Linked DNA regions of Danio rerio: region 1 is linked to region 2. Evidence: chromatin contacts called from public Hi-C data. All regions are on one chromosome and are shown on one strand. Each heading gives the region's core, a stretch centred on a gene start, on an enhancer-like site or on the middle of the called end of the contact. The rest is flanking DNA. Distances are from core to core; before and after follow the strand shown. Region 1 holds the start of cd74b (CD74 molecule, major histocompatibility complex, class II invariant chain b). Region 2 holds the start of cnot6a (CCR4-NOT transcription complex, subunit 6a).

Region 1 (6,320 bases), core at 3,083-5,582, 660 kb after region 2:
CTGTTCTGACTGTTGACTGTGTGTTTCAGCAATGGCTCCTCGCAAGGGTAAGGAAAAGAAGGAAGAGCAGGTCATCAGCCTAGGACCTCAGGTAGCTGAGGGGGAGAATGTGTTTGGAGTTTGTCACATCTTCGCATCCTTCAACGACACCTTTGTGCACGTCACTGATCTGTCTGGCAAGTATGTATCCTGAAAACCTGCAACAGTGTCTTTGTGTGCACATGCATATCTCACATGCTAGCAAAACAAATGGCAAAAGGGTTTTAATTGTTCACTAATCTATCATTAGCTTGAGTTTTGTTGCATTGAATGTTTGAAGTGGTTCAACTAAAATATTGTAGCACCATTTTGTTATTCAAAAGCTATATGTGATTTGCTTTAGCCTTCTAAGCTCTGGTACCGGGTCAGTGATGTCATTTACTTCCACACTCTTAAATTTAATGGTCCTTACTGGCTCAATACCCCCTAAGTGGTTCCGTTCTCTGTTAACGTAGTATAGATTATGATAGAGATGTTTTTTTTTCCTATTTTTTACTGACATGTGCAGTAACCAATCAAATAAATACAGCAACCCAGACCACACAGAACTTAAAGGTACACTTTCAAATTTGAGTTTACAGAAAAAGTGCCTCTTTTGGAGTGGTTTATTGTAACATAGATAACATGTACAATTATTTTAATCACTTTTAACTGTTTTTTTGAAAATTTCAAAGGTTTTTTTTTTTAAATGATACCACATCTCTGCATTTCGATTTGGGAACCTTTTGAATTTGGGTTGACGAAAATCCAGGCGGAAACCCCAAAATAGCACTTGACTTTAAGATGTTACAGTGGTCATAATTTCATACACCCAATACACATACTTCGGCTGCCGAGCTTTAGGGCTTTTCAGAGTAGTTCATAAATTTTTTTTTTTTACAACGCAACAGAAAAGTTTACAAACCAGAGCCATTTAGAATTGCAAAAATTCACTGCACTGGCAACCAAATGATAACATTGTAGCTTATATATGAATTAATACATGTTAAACATCTTTAACATTATTAAAAGCATGTGATGAATGACTGATGTTTGTTTGCTCAAGTTGCAGTTGTGTAATTTTTAAACATTGCTAGATATTCAAGATCAGGAAGGTAAACCATCATCTTTCAGTATAGTAATAAATGTCAAATAAAATGACATTCCAACTCATTAAAACCTAAAAGCACATAATCATCTCCTGTGGTGGTCATTGTCATGGTAGTTAATGCTGTTGTTCAATTCGTGATGTCGCAGAAATAGAAACCACTTACGCTGTGAGAATGAGAAAATCCTTTTAACCGTCACGGTGTTGTTGGGGCTCTGAGTGTGTACTGCCATTATACTTAGGATTAAGGTTTTTATCATCATTATTATTAGTGCGTTCTTATTTAGCTACTTAATCTAACCAAACAAATCATTTACTTGTCAAGTCACAACATAACATACTTGGATTTGAAGAAAATGTATTTTACAATGGTACACATTGTGCTTGATGACTTAGTGTTGCAAATAATTGAGATAAATGTTTATATACATGTGACTTAACTACAACGTGAATAAAATACTGTAAGTAATCATCTGGATAATGAAAGGCTTATTCCAAACTTTAAATAAAGTGGAAAGTTTAGTAAATGAAGGCAAAAAAAAGGTGACTTTATTGTGTTTTATGGAAATTTAAACCTAGAGTCCACATATATGGAAATTTCTTTAAAAGTATAAAAGATGATACTTAGATTTTATTCTAAATGGGTTCCAATAAGCCCAAATAGCAAAGACATAAAAAAATGCATGTAAAAAAACAGCTTGGGCCGTAAAAGGTTTTAAATACCCTATGTTCAGCTATTATGAAATTATTAAAATATTATAAAATGTTGAAATAGTATTTATTAGACAATGCATTTCCATTTTCCCCTCTGAGTATGATGGACATGTTTGCTGCATTTTATCCAATTTTTGTAGCATCTTGTGCGTTACACTTTTAGAATGGGATGCTGAAGTTAACTTGTATCACAACTTCTTACGTTTTCATAATCAACACTTTTTTTTTTCTAAGTATTTGAAAGGCCATAGGATTGGTAATTGTTTTACTTTGTAATTGTTTTATTGTTGTTTTCATAACTATGCTTTTTTTGTAACTAACCATTGGCTTTTATTTTTGTCATTGTTGTAATGGTTGCCAATGTTGTACTTTAAAATAGAATTTCTAATTTTAAAAGAATACGAGGCAAAACTGCATTCAAATGAGTCAATCTGAAAAAGCCACAAAATGCTAATCAAAAATGATTGATAATTTATAAGTAATGTATTTTCAGTTTATTACATAAATGCATAATCATTTTGAGCAGAAAGGACATTACTTCATAACCTTTGCATTGTTTTATAGTAAAGTTTTTTTTTTTTTTTTTTTTTGCATAATCATTATGAATATGAAAACTTGGACATCGGTGATATAGCAGAGTTTAGCTTCCACCATAATTAAACAACCTGATCAGTTTTTCAGGCTTGTTTGCTACTCGCAACCCTGCTTCAACTAAACTTCAGGGCTGAGCAATGTTGACCTTTTTCATTTTCGGGTAAACAGTTTTATTATCAGGTGATGTCAGCTCATTGTGGTGCTCTTTGTCTTCTGAAGTGTTTTCTTTGTTTCTTCAGAGAAACAATTTGCCGTGTGACTGGTGGGATGAAGGTGAAGGCCGACAGAGATGAGTCTTCTCCTTATGCTGCTATGTTGGCAGCTCAGGATGTGGCTCAAAAGTGCAAAGAGCTGGGCATCACTGCTCTGCACATCAAGCTGAGGGCCACTGGTGGAAACAGGTGAGGTTCCGAGACCATGTGGATTTTTTATTTATTTTGAATCAAAATGCTTAAAGGAAAGTTTGTAGGGATTATGCATGAACCTTACATGCTGTTTTTCCCCCACCTTTAGAACCAAGACTCCTGGACCAGGGGCACAGTCTGCCCTCAGGGCTCTAGCTCGTTCCGGCATGAAGATTGGTCGTATCGGTATGTTGAGTCCAGAACTCAGTGAAGCCTGGTCTCTGGTCACTTTTCATGTTTAATTGACTGGCTTTGTTGTTTGCAGAGGACGTCACCCCCATTCCATCAGACAGCACCCGCAGAAAGGGAGGTCGTCGTGGACGTCGTCTGTAATCTATTGGATATTTTTCAGAATAAAGTGTCAAATAATATTTTGCCTCCTGTCGTCTTTAACGATCATGTGATTTGCACTGGTGAAAGCTCTGGTTTGGAGTTTTGAAGTTGTTTGATTTCCTGTAAGATGATTGATCATGTCTAACCGGTTTATTGTTAATGTGAAACTTCTTCTGAAACCAAATGGACACTAGGGGAATACCAAGAAAACATCCTCATTGAGATCAAGCCTGAATTATTCATTTCCTCTTTGTAGAAAGTGTTTTGACCTTCACAAATGCTGGTGTTAAAATCTTTTTTTTTTTCTGCTGGTAATTTAGCGAATTGAATGCAAACAATTAGCAAAATATTGTATTGAGACAAAATAAAAGATAAAAATCAGACTCTAGTTTAAGGCCGCATTAAACAATGGTAAATATTGTCATCTCTTCTTTAGGGGCGTTTACACAACCCACTGCTTGATTCTGACCATTTATTTACTGCTTTTAAAGTAGCATCGCCTATTAAGCAAAACTTAAAGTAAAAAATGTACTCGCATATTTAATAGTGCTGTTTCTTTAGTAGTTTATTTCATAAAGTCATAAAGTTGTCTTGTTTCGGATTGAGCATGGTTTGCTTTGTAAAATGGAACTGAAAGGAAAAGCATCATAAAATAGGCCTCCATTCTAAACAATAGGAGAGTTTAATTTCTTTCTGCAAGTTAAAAGGCAATTCTCAGTTGAAATACTTTTTGTGAAGCTTTTTGACAGTAAAATTTTACTTGAAGCTTTGCATTTTTAGTCTTTAAACAAGTAATAAAATGTTTACATTTTCAGTGGTGATTGTGACCTTAAAGAGCATCTTTTATAATGAGTCACTGTCTATCACTTTAATGAACACCGGCGAATATCAAAGTAGCCTCTCTATTGTGTTGGAAAACTCAAAACCGAAAATGACTGACAAAAACATTGTTAAAGTTCAAGAAAGTACTTTGTAATTTTCACTCGGTATGCGTTTAGGAATAGGCGAGAGATGTGAACGAGCGCTTTCAACTCTACTGTTGTCTGACAACTGATGACGCAGCCCGCCTCATCCAATCAATAATCGCTAAAGTCGAGCTTTCTGCAGTGAGTCTCTTCACTGGACTCTCATTTCTCAAATTTTTACATCACAGTGAGTTTAGGAAAATCCCTTATCAAGATAAGTTTTTCAGACTTTTGATCAAAAATGTCTAGCGAGGGAAACGAGACACCACTAATAAGTGACCAATCTTCAGTTAACATGGGACCTCAGCCAAGGTGAGAAAGTTATTTTATATAAGATCATGTAAACAAAACATTCTACCGTTTATAATTAAATTGTGTTATGTTGTGTATAAAAAGCATTTTAGTTGATTTTAATGTCATCATAAGCAGCACATTTATATAATGTAAAATTTAAATTTTGTTAGTAATAAATAAATGTAAAAAAGATGCGTAGTGCCTTCAGATTTGCGTTCCCATACGGTAAAAAAAATCTAATATATATTTTTACCTTAAATTTTGTAACTGAAAATACATTTCTAAATGTTTTTCAAAGTCAAGAAAATAAATGTTCAACATTAAAATAGGTTGTGGATGGACACCTAAAATACCCTTGTGTAAAATTAGTTACGTAATGTTGAAAAATTGCATGTTAAACAGTTTGAAACGTTAGAAATTATCTTAAATGTTAATATATATTTTCAAAAATGTATTTGTGAAAAATAAAACTATATATATATATATATATATATATATATATATATATATATATATATATATATATATATATATATATATATATATTTGCTTATTTTAAAATGAATATTAAATAATTTTAAAATAATATAACATGATGATCTACCCACTTTCGGACACAGCGATTTTTTATAGGATGAATAAACTGATCTGTTATCTAACAGAAATAAGAATCAGGCTCTGAAGGTAGCAGGAGTGACTCTGCTGGCTGGGATACTGATCGCAGGTCAGGCCTTCACTGCTTACATGGCCTACAGTCATAAAGAGCAGCTCAACACCCTGGAGAGACGAGGAGACCGCCTGCATGAGATCAGCCGTAAATCTGGTCAGAAAACCATAGCACGCACTGTCCATTTCAATCTCATTTCAATCTTTAAGAATATAAAAATTATACTTTTAAAAATCATCCTTAAAGTCACGGTTCATTAAACATTTTCTCCCCCTTCACTTGTTCGTTTCGTTCTTCTGTTGAACACAAAAGAAGATATTTTGAAGAATGACGGAAACCTGTAGCCATTTTTTTCTGACTATGGATGTCAACGGCTGCTGGTTTCAAAACAGTTTTTGTGCTCAACAGAACAAGAGAAACTTGTCAAGGTTTGGAAACACTTTATAATGATTAAAAGATGAGTAGGCTAAATATATACATTTTTGGGTGAACTATGCCTTTAATATACTAATAAACATGTCCTCAAATGAAAGTGTAATAATAGTGACTTTATAACTGTTTTGTGCAGCCATGCGAGCCCCGCTAAAGATGCATCTCCCCATGAGCTCTCTTGCTCTGAAGTATGAGGATGACACCAAAGAGAACAAGGTAAAGCTTATTTCCTTTCTTGAAAGTGGTGTAATACTGCTTGGTGGACACATGGTGTCAGGATTGAGTTAGTAATTCAAATCAATTTTAACTAAAGAATGAAAATATACCATTTACGCTCCATGAAGTTGTTCTTAACCAGGGGTGTCCAAATTCAGTCCTGGAGGGCCAGTTTCCTACAGAGTATAGTTCCAAGCCCAAGGAGGAGGCGCACCAGGGCTAGATAATCAAGATCCTAGGCTTTCTAGAAACATCCCTGCAGGTGTGTTGAGGCCAGTTGGAGCTAAAGTCTGCAGGACACCAGCCCTCCAGGACTGAGTTTGAACACCCATGTTCTAAACCATTGAGTTTCTTTTTTTGTTGTTGAACACCAAACATAAACATAACATAATTGGATACCAGCAGCCATTGGCATTCATGGTAGAAAAAAATACTGTTTTTCAACATTCTTCAATAAATGGTGTTTAACAAAAGAAACTCAGACGGGTTTAAAACAAGTGAAGGGTGAGTAAATGATGACAGCATGTCCAAATTTAAAAACGTCAGCACATAAATCCCATCTTCTACAGTTCTGA
Region 2 (6,908 bases), core at 1,303-3,802:
TTTATTAATCCGGGGTCGCCATAGTGGAATGAACCGCCAACTTATCCAGTACGTTTATACGCAGCGGATGCCCTTCCAGCCGCAACCCATCTCTGGGAAACATCCACACACACTCATTCACACTCATACAGTATGGACAATTTAACCTACCTAATTCATCTGTACCGCATATTTTTGGACTCTGAGGGAAAAATCGGAGCAACCAGAGAATGCCCACGTGAACGCAGGGAGAAAATGTAAACTCCACACAGAAAATTTTATAAATGTTTCTTAAAATAACGAAATTGCATTAAATGGGAAAAAAAGGTGTTTTTTTTCTTTTCAGACATTAAAAAATAATTTATTTTAGAGAAGTATTAACAATTCCACGATACCGACCCAAGCCTAAAACTGACATACCTGATTTTAACATTTAAAAAAATGCCCCAAGCAATATTATAGATACATTCATCAATAGAAATGCATTTCCTGCAGTCAATGAAGAAATCTTAAACATTAATTTGAAAGGCAGCATTTATTTAACTTATTTTTCAATGTGCTCATTTTTGCGATTGTTTTAAAACTTCCAATTAAGTCGCCTATGGGAAAAATGACTAGGAATAATAAACAACAAAGAATGGTCAAACTACTTGCTCTACAAACAAGTATTCATTTCTATACAGACAAAGCAGAATAATAGAATAAGAAAACATCAGTTTGCAACGTCAAGCAACTCTGCAAGCCGTTTTTAACATCTAAAAATAAATGGAAGTGAATGAGACCAGAAGTCTAAAGCCAAAATTAAAAAAAAAAAAAATACAATAAAAAGGTGGTTAAATGTATAAGATTTCAAAAAAGATGCAACATTAGCTACAACCAAAACAAAATCCACTTTAAAAAACTTTTTTTGAAGAAAGTAAACCAGGCCCACCAAAAAGAACCCCCAAACTTTACCAACAATCTCCAGCTCTGCCCAAGTTGACTTCTTTCCATTGGCCGCCTCCTCGCTGGACATTATCGTGTACATCCGCCTTGGGTCAGGCGGATCATATTTTTCCTTGGGCATCCCTGTAATACTGAAACACAAAACATAGATCACTTTCACTCCACAGCATGGTTATGGGGAAATGCACAGCATATGGGATGAACGTCAAACACGGGCTGTTCATGAAAGAGTGGGTGTAAGTGTGTAAAGAACAGGTGAGATGATTAGTAAAAATGACTTTAAAGGGCCTTAGCGTGTAAAAGGAGCAGAAAGGCACAAAAGCAATTCCAGGATCAATAGCTGAAGGGATTTTTCCATTACGTGGATAACAGACACACACGCCACTCAACGTCACCCCGATGCTTAAATTTGCATAAAAGCACTCAAAAAACAAGATTAAAACGGCTATTTTTGCTTGTTAGCATTCATTTTAAAAACAGGACATAAGATGACAGCTCGCTGCTGAGTCGTGTCAGAAATTAGCAACTAACGTCAGCAAGGCAATGCGCGAGGAGTTGGCATTTTAGGGGTGATTCTTATGAGAATATGGATTTAAAACCAATTGTGAGTATGAAAAACTAACGAGGCGTGGTACAGAAAGCCGACTCGTGTTACAAATCCCCAAAAACAAAAGGTGCAGCTGAGAGCATTCCGAATAAACACGCCGTGCCAGTATATTTCCATTACATAACTGCAGCGTTAATCGCTAACTAATCAGTAAACCCACAGGCAAGTTGCGAGTCGTTTTTGGTCTTTCATCATTGCTGTGCAACGCAACCCAAACAAAAACACCACTACCACCTCGTGTTTATTTCCCAGAGCCACGTTACAGAGGCAGGACTGCTAGCTGTGCGAGTTAAATCCATGCTGATAAATGCAACCTGGCTGCAAGACGCCGTAACAAGTCAATTAAGTGCACGTAACGTTAATTAGAAAACTGAGTGGCTTGGCATTGTAAAATGGCATTGTCGCACATTTGCTGAAGTGAATTAGTTTGATTGGACCCCTACAATGTGAGCGATTATAAGAGAGGCCTTTCATACATGTACACTGGTTTACTTGGATGTGCATTAGTGCTGTGTTCATTTCATGGAACATCAAAGTAAACCATAAACAAGTTTTATTGTGTTTGTGTATTTAAATTGGATTTTTGTGTTAGCTTATGTAGCTTCCCTACGGACACAGCAGGCTGCTTATATAATCAACAACACATCTTAACAGAAAATCGCATGATTGATAATTTTATCTTAGTTTTTAAAACACGTACGCACGAGTAGATCGTTGAAACGAAATAATCACATTCATATCGATCCATCATTTCCTCTATTCAGATTGAGCAAATTAGCATGTTGGCTAACTGGCTAACTGCGATTATACATTCACAAAACTACACCAATATGAACCGCGACGTATAGCAACAGGAAGGGAAACATGCTCCGTTGTTTAAACGCCACAAGATGCTTTTGAAAATGATTCAAAAGCGTGTTGGTTTTACCTGTAAGCTCATACCAGTTCACAAAGACGAGTGCGCGTTTCCTTTGTTTCTGATCCGCTGCTCTTTCTCACTGAAAGCAAACAAGCATCATGGCGGCCGTGAGAGTTTCAGGGCGCGATAAGAAGAGCTCCTCTCATTGGCTACGCCTGAAACGAGCGATCTGATTGGTTCGTCTGTCTGCTTGACGCCTTCAGGCTGTTTACGCCAGCGAGGCAGGCCAAAAACAGGAGCCACAAAAATAGGTCAATTTTGCGGATGTTGACAAGTAAAGTAAAACAAAGATGCAGTTTGATTTTAACGTGCTAAAATATATTTTAATGATAATGTTGAGTTCAAGAGGCGACAAAAACATGGTTTGTTATGAAATTACAAATTAAAATATTTCAAAATATGTAGTCAACTTACATTTATATTATATTGTATTATATTAGAATAGTATTTTGTTATTGCATGATTTTAGTGTGTTCATGATTGATTTCCCTAGCAACGAGATTCCAAAGGGCTTCTTGTTTTTATATATATAATTATATTTTTTTTCAAGCGTTGATGCACTGCAGTTTTATTCGATAAACACTGGATGGCATCATAGAGCTGTGCATGATCACATAGAATAGGGCAAACTTGGTCCTGGAGGGCCGGTGCCCTGCACAGTATAGCTCCAACTCTAATCAAACACATCTGCTTATAGATTTCTAGTGATCTTGAAGACACTGATTAGTTTGTTCAGGTGTGTTTGACTAGTGTTGGAACAAAACTCTGCAGGGACACCAGCCCTCGAGGATCTCGAAATCTGGGGGGCCCAACAAATATATTTATGTTTCTTGATTAATTAAATAAAAAAAATTCTATCATGTTTTGTATGGGGTCCAACAAAAAAAATCCCCCACTCAAATTATGCACTGTAAAAAAGCTGGGTTCCACACAGTGGACCATTTTTTACAAGATATTAATTATGCAGATTTCCTACAGGATTGTCAGCTCATTTTTCTGTAGGAAAAACTGCATGAATTTTATGAAGGAAATAAAATTTATGGAGGAATTATTTCCACAGAAGTTACAATCCGACAGGTCTATTACAGTTCCAGCAGGATTATTGTGCAGTATAGATATGAAGTTGGAGAAATTTCACAATGAAACAATGTATTTTTACAAATAATTTATCACAATTATTAAAATTTAAGAAAAAAAAAAAAGACTAAAGCAGTGTCCAGTTCATAGCAGGTGGCGTTTACTCCGATTTCCTAACAAAAAAATGAAGAAAAATTTCCTTTGAGGGGTAAAGTTGGTGTAGGGCAGAAAACAGTCTGGACATTATAAAGCCATTACAGCTATGGAGAATCCTTGTAAACAACCAATACATCCTTTTCACGAGACTGTTATGATGTGTTTAACAGTCATCATAATTTAAAAATCCTTGACAGTTTTTAATATTTGGATTTTTAAAATCATATGAACATTTATATGTAGTTATGAATGTATTATATCATCTTTGATACAGCATCTATGGGGCTGAGAGTAAATTTGATGTTATTCATTCTCTAGCTGAGGTCTCACACAATTTTTTTCTTGTTTCTGAAAGTCATGAAATTTTTATTATTTCAGCAAATAGGGTTGTAAAAAAATATTTGTTGTACTCTTCCGTTCACTGCGCTCCAAGTTTACCTAATGAAGAAGTCCACTGATAAACCCAGAAATGTGAAAATAATCTATTCCTTCATGTTGTCCCAACACTAATTGATTAACCTAACTCTTTTTTTAAACATAAAACTATTAAGTTGTACACCCCCCCCCCACCACAAAAAAAAAAAAAACCTCAAAAACTGTGTTGATTAAGCTCATTTTAAAGAATCAGTTTGAACAACCAGCCAGAATATTTTCTTGAGTGGGGATTAGTCCAGCAATCAAATCAGATAAAGATTTCAGATTTTAGTTTCTATTCTTTCAAAAGTATAGCCTTAAGATACAAAGTTATGTGATAAAAAAAAAAAATAGACACCAAAATAAAAATAAAACAATTCAAATAAAAAAAACGGTGCTTATTAGGACTGTTGGGCCACATAGCTGGAATTTCTTGGGGCCCCTGATTCACTAAACTTTATTACAACTTTAATTTAATATATATACAGTCATCGAAGCCGCTGTAAACATTCTCTTCTTTTTTTATTGACATGCTAGCATCACAGTTGTTGCTGCCACCTTAAAGGTGATCTTTTGATTGAGATTTGCGCCCAGGTTTTTAAAAATGTTGGATCACAGATTGGATCAAATCTTGGAAATGGGTTTTTCAAAAGTAACAAAGGGATTTTGAATTAAGTTTACACCATGCAATCCTATACATTATTAAAAACGTTGGACTCAGATTGGGAACTATTTGATACAAAACAAACAAACAAGCAAACAAACAAACAAACATTTTTTTTAATCAAATGAACTAAAAAAAATAAAAATTGGTTTATTTTTAAAGTGAATGATTACAAACTTAATAGTAACTGATATACAGTTGAAGTTAGAATTAATAGCCCCCATGAATTATTATCCCCTCTATTTATTTTTCCCCCAGTTTCTGTTTAACGGAGACCAGATTTATTTAACACATTTCTAATCATAATAGTTTTAATAACTCATTTCTAATAACTGATTTATTGTATCTTTGCCATGATGACAGTAAATAATAAAGATATTTTTAAAGACACTTCTATGCAGCTTAAAGTGATATTTAAAAGGCTTATCTAGGTTAATTAGATTAACTAGGCAGGTTAGAGTAATTAGGGAAGTTATTGTATAACGATGGCTTGTTCTGTTGACCATTAAAAAATGTAAATAGCCTAAATGGGCTAATAATTTTGAAATAAATTTGTTTTTGTTTTGTTTTTTTTACTGCTTTTATTTTAGCCACAATAAATAAATAACACTTTCTCCAGACGTTAAAAATATCATCCAAAAAAAATGTAAACTTTTTGTTAATTGCAGAGTTTCTGTTTCTTACCATTAAAGCTGTTTGCTGTGGTGGAGTCCTGAAAAAGCATGCTCAAGCATTTACAGCATATTGTTGTAAATATTAATCAAAGTATGAATAAAAAGAATGACCTTTTAAAATGACTCAAGAGTTATGAGTAGTGATTTTTACGCTGTTAAAGGCTGATGTATTTACAAGTAATTTGTGGATGTGTGTAAACTAACATTCTGTAGTGCATTTAGTTAATGCCCACCAGGCACACAACATCATAAGACGTTTATATTAGGTTAGATTTATGGTGTGATATATGATCAAAATTCAATGTCTCGTCAGCGTTTAAGGACAACATTATTTTGATGTCCAACAAAAACATCAAATGACGTTGATATTTGGTTGATTTTAGGTTGTGTTAGAAAGTGACCAAAATCCAACATTGAGCCAACATCTTAAACCAACATCATATTGACGTGGCATTTATTTATTTGGTATGGCAGCCAAAATCCAACATCTGGTAGACGTCATAGTGGGAACGTCCACACAACGTCAAGCTGTAATTTAGACTTTAGTATTAGACGTTGATATTTGGTTGATTTCAGGTTGGATGTTGGACACTGACTCATGTTGATGTCTTGTGCCTGTTAGGTGTTTAAAGCCATTTCGGTCATCATACAGTAAACATCCGTCATCTTCTCATCAGTGACATGCATCTAAACAGTCTCTATGTCAATGTGTGTTAAAATTTTCAACATCTTATTTGGCACTTTTACTGCTTCCAAACAGTTTGCTGCAATTATAAATCGCCCATGTCTTGAGGTATTCGTTATGATGTGATTAGATTGGAAAGGAATCCCAGGACTTATTTTTTATCCACATGAAAAAATAAAGTAGTGACTGCAGATTGAAGGAGTAAAAATACCAATTCAGCGCTAAAAATGTACTCAAGGCAAAGTAAAAGTACACATTTTTAAAACTACATAGTAAATCACAATTTCTGAGAAAAACTACTTAATTACAATAACGTGAATAATCTTAATTTGTTACTTTACACCACTGGCTGTTTGTGACCTATTTTGCCTGTTGTTCTTAGCTAAGCCAGTAGGCTACACTGTTGGCTGCATTTAAGGTTCTGGTAAACATGATTTTGGTAATCCTGAAATTTGGTTTTGGATCACAGTCATCCAACTCAATGTTCCTTTAAAAAAACTGTCATAAATTAAGATAGATCAGTTAATACAGGAGAGCAAAACCTGGAATTTCCAAATCTGGACCAATTTGATCCAGATTAAATGTTTTAAAAAACTGGTGACTGGGCCATTTTAGTTTAGTAAACTCAAGTTTAATCTTCAAGAAACCAGTCTTGAGGTGATCTGAGCTTTGTGACAGTGTGTTATTATGCTGAACATAGACATAACAAAATGAGTACACTGTGGTCAGAAAAAATCCCCAGCGCACCTTATGTCAAACCAAAGTCTGAACCATTGATACAAGGCAGG

What was found. Hi-C and Micro-C count contacts between places; a contact is called where the count stands out from the background.
Region 1: a contact with region 2 is called in a Hi-C map of hematopoietic stem cells, with 2.0 times the contacts expected there. The contact joins the promoter of cd74b here to the promoter of cnot6a in region 2. A contact is called at or near these places in 1 of 18 Hi-C or Micro-C datasets (hematopoietic stem cells) and 1 of 4 datasets of contacts at active chromatin or transcription factors (embryo).

What each region holds. Positions count from the first base shown.
Region 1 is chr21:36,125,524-36,131,843 of GRCz12tu, forward strand. cd74b (CD74 molecule, major histocompatibility complex, class II invariant chain b) reads left to right here and starts at 4,333. Exons shown (of 6, transcript NM_131372.2): 1 at 4,333-4,448; 2 at 5,093-5,253; 3 at 5,666-5,745. The coding sequence starts at 4,378. It overlaps rps14 (ribosomal protein S14), which reads left to right. Exons shown (of 5, transcript NM_200026.1): 2 at 30-180; 3 at 2,674-2,835; 4 at 2,948-3,024; 5 at 3,104-3,209. The coding sequence starts at 32. The coding sequence ends at 3,171.
Region 2 is chr21:35,464,027-35,470,934 of GRCz12tu, forward strand. It overlaps cnot6a (CCR4-NOT transcription complex, subunit 6a), which reads right to left and starts at 2,553. Exons shown (of 12, transcript NM_212660.2): 1 at 2,460-2,553; 2 at 934-1,055. The coding sequence starts at 1,045. The region is part of intron 2 of LOC141380027 (a long non-coding RNA gene); the gene reads right to left.